Linked DNA regions of Oryctolagus cuniculus: region 2 is linked to region 1. The links are chromatin contacts, called in public Hi-C maps. All regions are on one chromosome and are shown on one strand. Each heading gives the region's core, a stretch centred on a gene start, on an enhancer-like site or on the middle of the called end of the contact. The rest is flanking DNA. Distances are from core to core; before and after follow the strand shown.

Region 1 (7,239 bases), core at 749-3,248:
TATGTGAGAGAGAACACTCTATGAAAGTTCTCCTCTCCCTGTTCAGACAGAGTGTTCTGTTTTATTAGATCTAGGTGGTATTGTAATTTTGATAACAGCTAATAATGTTTGGAATTTTGCTTATAATTGGTGGACCACACAAAGGTATGTTTGTTGGATTTTGCACTCTTAATTTACTCACAATAGTAGCTTGTTTATTATATAAAATCTAAAGTAGTATTAATTAGTATTACAACAATTATTTTCTAGGTATGAAGTTCCAGTTTATGCAAACAGTTTGAGGTTTTAGTGCATTTATAAACACAAATGGTGAACAGTTAGTAAGTCAATAAATGTACTATATGTGAGGCTTTTTGTTTATGCTTTTAATGATGAATGAAAATGGTTTTTAGGATTTCCTCTTTTAGAATATGTGATTTGCATAAATTAATATGCAGATATAAATAATACCTTGTTTCAAAGTGTAGTTAGATGTATTTCCATCATCTCCAGCTGTATGTAAATTTAAGAAATTAAACTTTCATAATTTCTCTTTTTAAAAGATCTAACAACTTGGTGTTGAGTGCAATCTTTATCCTTTTAGGGCAAATAGAATTTATAAAATTTATTTTGTTAAAGTTGGCTCCTTAGAGTTGTTATGGTTAAGGAAATTAAATCCTTTCTAGTCCAGAGAAATTTAATGCTTAAGAAGACTCTTTTCTATTAATTCTTACTGTAAATCATTAATTGGATACCTTACCAGTGCTAGCAAGAAATAAATTATAAGAAAATTGTTTTAATGTATCAGATTTGTTTTTTGTAAATATGTCTAACATCTAAGATAAGTAGGATTCATTGTTACTCTTTTTAAGACAGTTACATTATATATATATAGAGTTTAGGGTGGTTAATTAAAAAAATTCACAATGAATTTGAATTTATTTACAAGAAGTTATGCTTCAAGGCTTGGTTTGGCACTTTACACTATGTTGACGAAGATCATCCTGAGAGTAACAGACTGAGAATGCCTTAGAAAGTCTTGCATTTTGAAAGATGAGCTCAGCTTGTGTATGCTTGTAGCGCTGGTGATGGAGAACTTTGTGTTGGGTGCTGTGATGCAGCTGTAAATGGCTGACTGGCGGAGGGAGGCAAAGTTTGAGCTTCTTGTTTTGTTTGGTGTATCCGGGTAAGGCCTTTTTCCGAGTCTCCTCTCTGCTCCCGTCCCCATACATTTTCTTGCTACCAATGTTTTTTAAGTGAAAAGTCTTTTAGAAGTTAGTGATATTGACACAATGAAGTTTTATGGGACATTCTTCAGAACTGTTGCCACATCGCTAGTGCTGTGGATTAGTCGTGGGGTGGCGGAGAGAACAGAATTCCTGGGTTTGTTTTAACGTTGCCCCGTGGCTCACCCTGGAATGGTTTTCAGTTTGTTTTCTTGACACTGACATTTGTCAGGACAGTTCGGAGCCAGCGCGGCCAGTGCCACCAGGAGGCCAGGAGACTCCTGAGCTTGGTCTGATGGATTGCTCCATCTTTCCCAGGGAAGAAGTGTTTGGGAGTTTGACAGACGTTCGTTGATTATTATATCACGATTTTTGATGTTTAAGTAATATGAGTAGATAATATTTTTATCTGTTTACTCTATGTTAAATATTATGACAGTGTTTTGGCTTACTGCTGTTTTGTCCTATTATTTGGCCCAGATAGTTAGATTACAGTTTTGCAAAAATTGTTTGCTTGAATGACTTAATATTTTAGCTTTTCTTGTTACTTTTCCTTTGCTGTGGTAACTCCATCAAAATCACCATTTCGAGTACAATAATGAGTCAACAGTAGTGGTGGTCTTCAGGTTAGCAAAGTTGCTCACAGAGAAGGAAGTGGGAACTCCTGATAGGCCCCTGCACTCCGGGGAAGAGCCACTTCCCCGCAGCCGCGGCCTCTCTGCCTAGATGACAGCCAGAACTGTCCCTGGGACCCAGGGGAAGCCTCTGGGGCCTGGGAGCGTGTTGTGCTCTTTTGCACACATAGATGGCAGCAGAGTGTTACGGACACAGGAGATCGGTCTTGTAGTTACAGTGAAAGATGAGTGACAACGCGAACTGACTTCCATCAGTGGAGCTGCCTGTGTCGTGTAGTTAAGCATAAAATAAGAAAGAAAGCTACTATTGATAACATGAGAGTGTAGGAGGAGGAAGAAGGCATGAGACGCTAGAATACACTGAATTTCTGGACAAATCCCAGGTGGGAAAGCTTAATCTTTTAAGGTATGTCACCCACTCCTAAAAGATGATTGAAATCAGCTAAGATAATATGCATGTCAAAATAAAGAGACAGCGAAGGGCTGAGGGCGGCAGGGCAAGAGGGAGGTAAAAGAGAAACCATACACAAGTTGCAGCGGCAAGTAATGGCCTGCTGCCTGTGGGTACTGTAGCATTTGGCCTGCATGTCTCCTTTTTAGTTAAGCAAGTTACAAAGAGGAAATGTCAGTCCACGAATCAGGCAAACATTCCATGGGAACATTTGCTCAAATGTCAGCATTTTAGAAAATAGAACTGCAGTCTATTATGGCCCAGTCCCTGGGCTGGATTTGCTGTTAAATGCACAAGTACAAATGTATTTCTTCAGAATGCGTTTGCAATTAGCGAGTCACTTTATGTCTTAATTAGCATTCCTAAATAATGACATAATTACCATAAAAGATGACAGCCATCATTATAATTAATATTTAATATGTGTCTGTTTCTGAAGACCTTTCTGTGGCTTCTCACAAATTTTCAGGGTAATTTTCAAGTTTCAGAGAATTGCAGTTGGTGAAATCTCAGACATGAGGATCTAATGAAGTGGAATCCAAGTTATTAGAATCTGAGGAATGGAAGTGGGTTGTAAAAAAGCGATTTGTAGCGTGTCCTGAACAATCGAATCACCTCGGTGTCTCACACTTACAAACATCATCAGGGCTTCCTAATGCCACTCAAGTCACGCGAATGTTGTTCAGGAAAACATTTCCCCTCCCCTTTATGTTTTTTCTGATCTACTCTCAGGCGAGTTAGTACCACAGACTAATCTCTGTGTCACGAACTTGATTCTAAAGGTGTGTAGAACAACTTGCTTAAATGCAGTATCTGGCAAGTCTCTCTTATGACAGCAACTTATTTCTCACATAATTATTTTCTTAGTAAATCTGATATCTTAACAACCCCTTCCCTCATTTCTGAGTTCAAAAAATAACACTTAATATAATTTATTTCTCATACTTAATAAAGGCTTACTTGAGAGTATATTGCCGTTCACCCCCAAGCTGCTTCCACCAAATGAGGTTAGAAGGGACTGTGGTTTGAAGGGTGGAAGGTGGTTTCCAGCATCATTTGCTGTGTACTGTAATGGGCCTCAATGTTGCTTTAATGGAGCGTAAAACATTCTGGCAGCCGCCTGTTACTTATTAATGACTGAATGGCTCTGCTGCGACATATATCAGGAGGAAAAAATATTTGTGCACATATATGTATAGTTTTTCTGTGTTAATCTGTTGTGTTAACTTCCATTTGAATGCACAGATAGGTCTGTGTTGCCCTAACTTTTTTAGTAGCATGGGCTGTGTGGACACAAGAACTCAGCAAAACTTGATTTCTAAATGTGTAATTCTTTTATAATTTTGCAAGGTTTTGATCTAATTAATTGGATGGAATTTTATGAGGTAAATTTACACCATCATACGTCTCTGGAAGCCAAGTATGAAATGTTCAAGTTAGTCACAACTATGCCTATGCAGATTTCTCTGCAAGTCTTTAGTGAAATATCACATATGTTTGTTTAAGGGGCTTCAGATCAGCCTTTGCTGTTTGAAAACAACTTTTAGCCAGAATATGGTATGCTTTGTGGGTTCTGCATACTTCTCCACTTTCAGCCCCTCTTTGGCAGTTAGTTGCAGACACTGTGCTTTTCTTAATGGGACAGTATCAAGCAGGTTATTTATGTGACTTTTCCGTTGCCAGAGTTTTCATGAAAAGGACAGTATTGCAACACCACTTCCTCCAACTGCTTGATTTCAAAAGAATCATGTCTCCAAGTAGGCAAATCTAAGTGATTTCTGTTGCTTACTGACAGAAGAACATTGTTTTAAAACGTAAAAAAAGTCAATATATTGATTTTTTTGATTTTATCACTGGCACACTGATTATCTTTGAGAGTACTTTGTAACTATTCTGAATAAGTAATTTAATACTGAATGATTACTATAGTGTTTCAATTTGTTTATAATCTTTAAAATGGACTTTTAAAAAGGATACATTTTATAAACAATTTTGATGCTCTTTTCAAATTAGAAAAATATTTTGTGTGAGTTTTGGAGGACACTGATAGTTGATTAACATCTTATAACCAATTTTAAATATGGTGATTGTACATTTCTTTACATAACCAAATCTTACAAAATCTTAGACTTTAAATTTTTTCTGCTATAATAGCTTACTTAAGTAATATTTGCCTATTTATTTTTCTCAGTAATTTTAAGTTTCTTGTAATAATTAAGTAGAATTCATTTGATCAATAAAAGTATGTGCTGTATTGTTTGGAATTATACTATCAAAATACTTGTACTTATAATTCTTGCCTTTTCTTTCTTATTATGCCCAGTTTCTGTTTGTTTTTATCTTAAATCTGAAATTTGGAATTTGAAATTTGAAAATATATAAACATTTTAAAATATTTAAGTTGATAGATGAGGGAGACTGTGATCATAAAGTATATTTTCTCTTACAGCCATTGTTTTCCATGAAGTACTAATGCTCCGTGGAAAAATTACTATCAGTGCCCCCAAGGCTATTTTTTTAAACAGGATACATCTTAATTTCAGGATTGGATTCTGAACTGCATGAATGAATAGCCAGTGTTTGCTCTCCTTGAGCAGTGATTTCACATAGATTTGATGTGCCCTCCCATCTCGCAGGAAATTCTTCCATGTCTTTTGCTTGTGCATGCTCGCTTGCTCTCTGCCTCTCTTCCTGCCTCTTTTCTCTCTCAGTTTCTTACCAATGATTGTAGTTATCAAGTTGAAGCATCTTTTCTGATGAGGAGTCTTGGTGGTGCAACCTTGTTGGCACAGGATTCAGAGGCTAATCCATAAAATAGTTACAGTCTCCAAAGTGTGACATTAGTTGTCTTTTTTTTTTTTTTTTTAGATTTTCTTTTCACAAGCTCACTGAATTTTTTTCTTTCTTTTTTTTTTGGGTTGGTTTTTATTTTTTGAATGTATTCTTCCATGCTAATTCTGAAATAATTTATAGATACATTTGTTTGGTAAAAGATATGTTTTACCTGACAACAAAAATATCCTAGTGAGAGAGTTTTAATCATAAACCAGTAAAAATTCATTCTTTTAATAATATAGCATAAATTCATACTAATTAATGCTTTCAGTAAGAACTTCCTAGTAAAATTCTAACACTTAAATACCATCCCTTCTTTAAAAAAGAAATCTCAATGTCAGCTCATATATTTATGAAATACTTAATAGAAATACTACAGGTTAATTGTATTTTTTGTATTAAAAATAGAAGTTGCCAAAGTTTTGACGTATCTTACTCATTTTCTTGCATTCTTACAGAAAATACCAGTGCAGTTGTAAGCTTTTAGTGAGATCAGTTCCCTGGATGAGAGTTGCATTTCTGTGTGTGGAACAGCAACTCTAATGTGCTGGGATTTGATGCTTGTCTTTACTTCTCAGGGACATTGTACTCCCCCACTGTAGGAATCTTCATTCCAGATGTTAACACATGACATTTGTGTAGTCTCCTGTCACGTGTTTGAGTTTTTAATATTAGCTCTATGATCAAATGTTATATATGGCATCTTGATTTCACAGTGATAGAGATTTTGTTATTGTCATCTGTATTAGTCACATTTAAATGAAAGACATTTATTTGCTGCCACATGTCAAATCCCTCAGTGAATATTCTGTAGTTTATTTTAATTGCATCATGACTTTGGACCTTTACAAACAGAGCCTCATAAAGTTAAATAAAATAACGTTTCATATGTAGATATCTTAATGAAATATCAGTATAGTGATGATAATGTCAATTGCTATAATATTTTAGGACATTAGAAGAACATAGTGTGGCTGACTTCTTAAAATTCACGAGCTGTTTATCTCCAAGGAGTATGTAATAAATCCAAAAAATAACTAAAAGTTCGACACTTGAACTAAGGATTTCACTACATTGATAATGTATACACATTTATTTAACCCAGTTTAATTGTATAAGTACTCTGATCTAAGCCTCATTTACTTACATCTTGTGACCATTATATTGAAATGTAGAACTTACTGAATACTAGCATGGTGCATTTTTTCTTTATGATGAGAAATATAAGGAGTTAAATTTGTCAGAGATTTTATAATGATGCAAAACAAAATTTGTGAACAAAGGGCATAACCTCTCAGGCCTCAGTCTCCTCATGTATAAAATGGGTGCGAGACTTTGGAAAGTGGGGTAATGTTGCAGTATATACTCTCTTAAATCTTTTCAACCCTAATGTTCTATGATTCTGTGTTGTTTTGAAGTGGTATTATACTTTTCTATATAAATTATGTATCTTGTCTAATGTAAACATATGTGTAATAAGATCTAAGAATAAAGAGGTCAGTCTTTTACAATCTATACTCTTTAAGAAGAATAAATCGACCAATTTTAGTATATAATGGGTTTCTCAAGAGATATTTAATATTCTTTTTAAAAGTAGGCTCATACCTTTTGAAAAAATTAATGCAAAATAGTGGAAACGCTGGGATGGAAAAATCTCTATGCCCTGTTTTGTCAGAAAGCACAAATTAAAGTTGAATGCTCTATAAGCCATTGGTCACACTGTTACCGTAAGAATATTTTATCTAGAGAAAGTTAGCACACGAATATTTTCTAGTAAATAGAAATTTAAATGGATAGGTTGGTTTTCTGAATAATACATGCTGACTTTTCTAAAGGATAAATACATAAATGTACATTTCCACAAATTGAATCTGAGGCATATAAATAAATTTAGATGACAGTGTTAATTTGTTTCTACATTTAGCTTTCTTTAAAGGTTTTGTTTTCATTTCTTGGAGTTTACATACAAGTGCAGTAGAATCTACTGTGTCCCAAATTGGCTTATTAGAGAAAAAACACAAACGAATCTGTTTTCATGCTGTAAGTATATTGAATATGCAGATTTTGATCGTAGAAACCATGCTTCTAAATATGATAAGTAACTCTGATTCAG
Region 2 (7,194 bases), core at 3,961-6,460, 490 kb after region 1:
GTCACCCGTGAGCAATGAGGTGCCTCTGACCTTTCCACCCCGCCCGGGTTCCTCAAACGCACGTGCGTCTTCAAAACAAAGGCGGCGAGCTGGGAGGAAACGGGAGCGCGGTGGGGCCGGGCGGAGCCGCGGGGAGAGAGCTGCGAGCGGGCGCCGCTGGGGCCCCCGGGGCGCTTCTCCCGGCTCGCCGGCCTCGGCCCCCGCACCCTCGCGCGCGCCTGCTCCGTGCGGCCTTCCGCTCGGCGCGCTCTGCCCGGCACCCCGAGCCGGCCCGCCACGAACGCGTCCAGCCTAATGCGGATTTTCTCCTGCAAGTCGCCGACTCCGGGAGGAGGCCGCCGAGACGCCTGCGGGGACCCGGGGAGGGCGGCGGCCGGGCGGGGGAGGCGGGGGCGCCCCACGCACCCGGGAGGCGGGCAATTACAGCTAATTAGCTGCGGAGCGTTCCTGTCCGGGAGCGGCGTCTGGGAGGCCCGCGTCGGGGCTGTGCGCGCCTCGCAGGGCCCGCGGCCCTGGAGAGCCGCCCCAGCTGGGAAAGTCTGGTCCGAGCCGCGGGGCTCCGCTCGCCACCCCAGCCCTGGCCCCCGGACAAGTCGAGAACGGTCCCGTCTCCGGCCGCCGGGGCCTCCAGGCCTCGGGCACGGGCTCGTGGCCCACCTGCCGCCGCCGACCTTCCGGGGGCGGGGAGGAGAGGCCCAGGACGGCCCGGCTCCGCGGGCCGCCGAGACCCTTTGTCCGCGCGCGCCGCTGCGCCTGGCCGGCTCCCTCTAGTGCAGCAAAGCGCCGACCCCACGACGCGTGCCCACGGCGTCTTTACCTGCACGCGGGGCTGCCCCGGACAGCCCTAGGCCTGCGGCCCTGACGGAGCGCACGGCGAGGCCGAGCCCCGCCGCGGGCCCCGCGAGGCGCCCGCGCCGCCGCCGTCTTCCCCGGCTGCTGGGTGCCGACTCTGGGGGAGGGGGCCGAGCGAATCAGAGGCCACGGAACGCAGGTTTTGACTGAAATTAGAGCGTGTTTATTTGCAGCAATCCTTTAACAATGATCAGATTTTGACAAGCGACAGCAATTACTGCCTAAGTGTTGCCTCCAGATAGGAGCGGCAGATAGGAAAGTGTATTATCTGGGAAACAAACGGAAAGGCCCGGGACGGCGCTAATCAAATCGCCATCTCCCCAAGTCTGATTGACAGGGCAGATCACCCTCAGATAATGAATTTATTACATTTCCTGGGTTATTTACAAAAGGCGGGGGGGGGGGGAGGGCCAATCCGGATTGCCCCCTAGGTTTAACTGTAAATTAACAAGAAAAATTGGTTCGAGAAAAATAAACCACCCTAGACTGAAACGCTGTGCTCTCCTTCCTTGTTACTGCTTTCCATCTTAAAAAAAAAAATTGTTCTATGAACATAGCTTCTAAAATAGTTTCCCAGAGATTAAATATCCCTTTGCAACCCACAGTATGTCTTTTTTTTTCTTTAAAAAAAAAAAAACAATCCTTCTATGCAGTACATGAAGGATTATAAAAGTGGATGGCTTATATACATACATTTTAAAACTCGGTTTTGCCTCTTACAACAGACTGAAATTAATAGGAATAAAAGACATCTACTGGGCACTCGGCTCCCGAGGCTGCGGACTATGCATGGCAATTGTACGTGGGACATACGGGCCAAACATCCTTGTGTGTGCGTGGCTGGAGGCACACCTGCATCTCGCCACGCACGGGCGTCACTGTGGCAAAGGCTGCTGCTGATCCAGCGGCTGGAGCTTCCCGCATCATGTTCTGTCATCACTGTATTTGTTTATATGCCAGCTCAGATCTGTTTAGGAAATTATCGTTTCACTAGCCACAAAAAAATAAAAATAAAAAAAGGCAAGCTGACTATACAATACATTTGCAGAAGATGCTGCAGAAAGAAAAAAAAAAAAACTAAACAAAAAGACTTCCGTGAAATTTGACTTGGACTAGTCAGAGGGTTTCTGCATTTTTTCCCTTCTCCAGAGATTTAGGTGGAGAATAGGTAACTTCTAGTGTAGTCTCTGCTTAATATTTTTGTAATAATTAAAGCTATATTAAAGTATCCAGACATATAGGTCTCATTCGAACTGAATGGCAATTTATTAATAAACAAACAAGGATGAATATGTTCAACAAAAAAAGAAAAGATGATAGAATAAGATTAATACAGTTTCCCTTTTTTATATAATGAGAATAAAGGCACAATTTCAGGTTTCAGGCACTTTCACGTCAGGTTTTGGAAACACTTTGTGGCGTTTGGTCCACGACATCCAACTACAAATTAAAAATAAATTACTATGTTGCAATTTACATTTTAAAACAAGTCCTTGAATAAAAAGCAAGCGATTCTGCTCTACCGGGACTCTCGCCCTCCTCTCGACAGAGGGTAAAAAATGGCTATCTTACAGGTGAGAAGGGCAGGCGGCCCGAGAGGGAGCGAGAGGGAGAGGAGGAGAGCGAGGAGGGACTTACGTGCGACGTGCAGGGACACTGTCCGTGGCCTCGCTACAGCACGGCGCACGCTCTGGCTTACTTAGACAAGGCACAGTGGAGGAGGTGGCTCTCAATTACTCGCTTAAGAAAACAGTTTTTTTTTTTTTTTTTCTCGGAGCTGGTGAGTGGAACTTCTGGAAGGACTGAAGCCGGTACGGTGACGATTTCTCAAGTTTTAGGAATTGCATTATTTTTATTTTATTTTATTTTTTTTTAGTTTCGATTTTGCATTGACGGGTTCTTTGGGGCCGTGACTGCTTCGGGGTTCGCCCCCGAGGTGCGGGAGAGCCGGGCGGGCGTCAGAACTTGCTGCAGTCGTAGACGAACGCCCCGGACGTGCGGTACAGCGACTGGCCGGAGGGGAAGGCCATCTGACAGCTACTGTTCCCGTTCACGGGCGAGTTGTTCAGGCCGAGCCGCTGCGACTCGAACATCTCCCGCACCGAGTGAAAGTTCTGCTGCTGGCCCGGGTAGCCCGCGGCCGCCGCCGCCGCCGCGGCGCTCGCCAGGTGGCCCAGGTCTCCGCCCGCCTGGTTCAGGTACCACGAGGGCAGGCGGCCCTGGTGGGCCGCGGCGTGGTGGCCGGCCTCTTGGCCGCCCCCGCCGTGGCTCAGGGACGCCGAGCTGCTGCTGGTGACCGGAGGCAGAGAGTAGTCGGGCAGGGGGTCCTCCACGGCCGAGCCGCCCGCGCCCCCGGGCGCGCCCTGCAGGTGGCCGCCGCGCTCGCCGGCCGCGTACAGGCTCATGGCCTGCAGGTTGCAGTGGTAGGTCCCCGCGCCGCCCGCGCCGCCGCCGCCGCCCGCGCCCCCCGCGCCGCCGCCGCCGCCGCCCGCACCGCCGCCGCCCGCGCCCGCGCCGCCCGCGCCGGAGCTCTGGCTGCAGGGGGAGCTGTAGAGGGAGCTCTGGCCCGGCGAGTAGGCGCCGAGCGCCAGCGGGGGTGCGATGCCCGCGCGCGACGACGCGGCCGCCGCCGAGGCCAGCAGGCCAGGGCCCAGCTCGCCGGCCGCGCCCTGCGGCGACCCCCGCAGCGACGTCATGATGTTGTCCACGCTGAAGCCCTGGCTGTGGTGCGGCGGCGGCGCGGGGGGCGCGGGGGGCGCGGGCGGCGCGGGCGGCGGCGCGGGCTCGGCACCGTCGAGGCTCAGCGGCCGCGCCGCCGCCAGGCTGCCCGGCGGGCTGCTCCCGCTCGACAGGGAGCTACTGCTGCTGTCGGGGCTCTCGATTTTGGGCACCGCGGCGGCGGCGGCGGCCGGGGACAGGGGCTGGGGCGGCGAGGGGCACGTACCGTTCTCCGTCTTGATGTCCTGGATGCGCACGGGCGGCGGCTGCGGGCCGGGCGCGGCGCCCTCCGTCTGCTCCGGCGGCGCGGGCGCGGGCGCGGGCTGGCGGCCCGGCGGCGGCGGCGGCTCCTTGAGGTGCAGCCGGTCCTTCTCCTCCTTGTCTTTCACCGCGTCCTTTTTCTTGAAGCGCCGCCGCCGCCGCAGGAAGCTGCCGTTCTCGAACATGTTGTACGAGTCCGGGTCCAGCGTCCAGTAGCTGCCCTTGCCCGGCTTCTTGTCGTCGCGCGGCACCTTGACGAAGCACTCGTTGAGCGAGAGGTTGTGGCGGATGCTGTTCTGCCAGCCCTGCTTGTTGTCCCGGTAGAAGGGGAAGCGGTCCATGATGAACTGGTAGATGCCGTTGAGGGTGATCTTCTTGTCCGGCGCGTTCTGGATGGCCATGGTGATGAGCGCGATGTAGCTGTAGGGCGGCTTCACCATGTCCTTGGGCTGCGGCTGCGGTGTGTAGGGCCCGTAGGCGCGCGCCATGCCGCCCGGGTACTGCTCGGCGTGCGCCGGGTGCGAGTACACGCTCATGGGGGCCGGCATGGCGGTGTAGCCGCCCCCGGCCGCCGCGGCCGCCGCGCGGTAGTAGCTCTGCTCGCCGCCGAGGTAGGGCACCACTCCCAGGGAGTTGGGGCTGGACACGGAGTAGCGCGCCTGCATGGCCCCCGCTGGCCGCTGCTGTCGCCGCCGCCGCCGCCGCCGCCGCGCGCCGCCCCCCACCCCCGCTCGGGCCGGGCCGCGCCGCGCCGGCCGCCGAGTGCGAGTCCGGGCCCCGCCGCCGCGCTGCGTCCGGCGCGGCCGCCCGCCCGAGGCCCCGCGGCCTCTCCCCGCGCTTGCTGGGGGCTCCTCGGGCGCCGCCGGACACCTCGGCACCCGCGCCGGTCGCCGGGGAGGGCTCGCTGCAAGTGGAGATGGCCGGACGAGGACGCGGTCAGCCGCCTCGGAGGAACTCGCGGAGCCACTTCCAGGCGCGAGCCGGCGGGGGGAGAGGAGAGCCGAGAATCAGCGGCGAGAAGGCGCCCTCCTCGCCAGCCTGCCTGCGCCTTCCAGGAGAGACTCTGTCCCGAGCTGCCGGCGAAGGCGGCCAAATAACCAGGGGCGGCGGGCGGGGGGTGGGGGGCCGCGCGCCGGCCGCCTGCCCGGGCCCCGCGTCACCTCTTTGCAGTCTCTCGCGCGCCGGCCGCTTAAGGAAGCATTGGGAAAAACTTCTGAACTTTTGAGCATCCGTCACCCAGCCCAGGACTTTTTTACGCAGTTACATTTTTTTTTTCCGGGCAGCGGAGCCCCGCCCCGCTACGGCGGCCACAGCCAATGGCAGGGCGAGAACCGCCTCTGAATGAGCTGGAGGCCGAGCCCCACCGGCCCGCGCCCCGCGGCCGGAGGACCGCGGGGCTGACCACACGCGCGCCGGCCGCCCGGGCCCCGCGCCCGCGCCCCTGCCCGCGCGCCCCTGCCCGAGCCGTAGCCGGTGCGCTCCCCGCGCCCGCCAGCCCGCCTGCGCGCCAGCCCGCCCGCCGCCGGCGCCCCGCGCCGCCCCTCAGCCCCGGCCTTCCTCCGGACGCCCATTGTTGGCGCAAACTTCCTGGGTCCTCCTGGACCCCCCGCAGACCCTTCCTCGCTTCGTCGCTGCGGGCTGAGACCCCGCGCCCGCCTCGCGCCAGCTCTCTGGCGTCTCCGCCCGGCGCCGGGGTACCCCGGGCCTCTCGGCGTCCACTGCGCGCGTCCCGTCCTCTCCTTCCTGCCCCCGCCCCCACCCGGCCTCCAGTCTCTCTCGGTTCACGGACGTCTCCGCTTTTGCCCTACCTGGAGCCAGGCACAAAGGGCCTGATTCGGAGCGCTCGGCCCCACAGCCCTGCTTGTTTCCGGGGGTGGGGTGGGGGTGGGGAGCTGCTCTCGCCTCGCCTCGCCCCTGCCTGGACACTTCTCCGGCCGAAATAAGGGTAGGGGGTCCAGTGCCCTTCTGGGAGCTCCGGAAGGTGCTTCGCCCCGGTCGGCTGGGCCCGCCCCGCTCTGGGGCTCGCGGTGGCTCTTGGCCTCCCGTGGGTGCGGGCAGCGCAGGCTGCTGGAGCCCCGCGCCCTCTCTGCACGCTCGCGGGCTCCTAGGTGAGGGGTTCTACCCGCTCGCCACGCACCGCCCCCTCTTGTCCGCCGGCCACGTTTCGGCTCAGAGGAGGGGTCAGGCTGCGGCGGGCTGTGTGACATTAGCAGGTCTGATGACAAAAAGCAAACCAGTAGGTCCAAGAGCTGAGCGCTTCTCCAAGGCCACACTCTGTCCGCACGCGCGAGCTGCGGGCTTCCAGAGATAACGGGTACGTGTGGGGGCCGTGGTCACGATCACACCTGCGGGGTGGCCCAGAGATTGTGGGAGAAGCCACGCGGAAGGCCCCCCACTCTTTTGGCCTACTTGCAATCTCTGGGTGTCTGGACCGGGCTGGAAAGAAAGCAAGCGAAGAGAGAAACAGCAGGAGGAGGGCTGGGCCTCCCTCTGCCCCCAGCGACTCCGACCGAACGCGAGGCCCTTCGTTCGCAGCGCCGGGAAGGGGCCGCTGCGTGCGCGCCAAGCGTGGAACACTAATGCCCCCCTGGCTTCGCCATCCTTAACCCAAGTACAGGCCGTCCTGTCATGGGCTCCTTTTGGCTCCCTCACTTTGGCGAGAGAATTCTAATTGCGACTTCACGTGTCAGGCGTGAAGACGCGGACGAGTGTGACAGGCAGAGAACAATTTGAAAAATAATTGCATGCCCAAATGGACATTTCGTGGGCGTGGGGGGAGAGGAGGACCTGGCTTTGCGGGGGGGGGGATTGCCAAGAGGATCCGAATGGGGAGGCTGTCGCCTGCTAGGCTTCCGGGCTCTGGGGCCGGCCAGCTGTGCGCAAGGCCAAATCCCCGGGGTGGGTTGAAAGAAACACCAGGTCGGTCAGCAGGGACAGTCAGTATCTGTTCCTGGGGACTTTTAGGTGAGGTGAAAAAAAATGAATCCGTTTCCAACCCCCGAGTCCCGCACCCAGAAGGACTCAGCGACCCTCTTGACCGAGGCTTGGAGCAGAGACGTTTGGTGAATTCGCTCTCGAAGCTGCGTCTGCACGGCTAGCCGTGTGCGCAGAGGAACGCAGCGATTGTGGTCGCGTGGGTTCCCCCGGCCTCGCGCTCCGCCGGCTCCCGCAGCCCGCAGCCCACCGTCCCTGCGTCGGCCCAGGGTTAGGGCTTTGCGCATTCGACAGCTGCGGGGTTCTCGGCTCTGCGCTGCGGGTATAAAAACTGCCTCTGTGAAATTAGTATCTGGCTTTGCGGAAAAATAAATGGCGGGGTGCAGCGTTATACAAGATCAACTTTCCACTGCTCTAGCGTCTGGATAT

The links. A called contact is a pair of places that touch in the nucleus more often than the background predicts.
Region 2: a contact with region 1 is called in a Hi-C map of embryonic fibroblasts, with 7 times the contacts expected there. The contact joins the promoter of FOXC1 here to the enhancer-like site in region 1. A contact is called at or near these places in 6 of 6 Hi-C or Micro-C datasets (ear pinna, embryonic fibroblasts, liver and 3 more).

The regions. Positions count from the first base shown.
Region 1 is chr5:167,861,418-167,868,656 of mOryCun1.1, forward strand. All of the region lies in intron 4 of GMDS (GDP-mannose 4,6-dehydratase), which reads left to right. Among named protein-coding and RNA genes, the nearest start is that of GMDS, 150 kb to the left of the region's middle. Within about 2 kb of position 1,999, at least 3 of the 8 cell types and tissues checked have an H3K27ac peak or open chromatin away from gene starts, as enhancers often do.
Region 2 is chr5:168,350,049-168,357,242 of mOryCun1.1, forward strand. FOXC1 (forkhead box C1) reads right to left here and starts at 5,211. Exons shown (of 1, transcript XM_008274294.4): 1 at 993-5,211. The coding sequence starts at 4,496. The coding sequence ends at 2,811.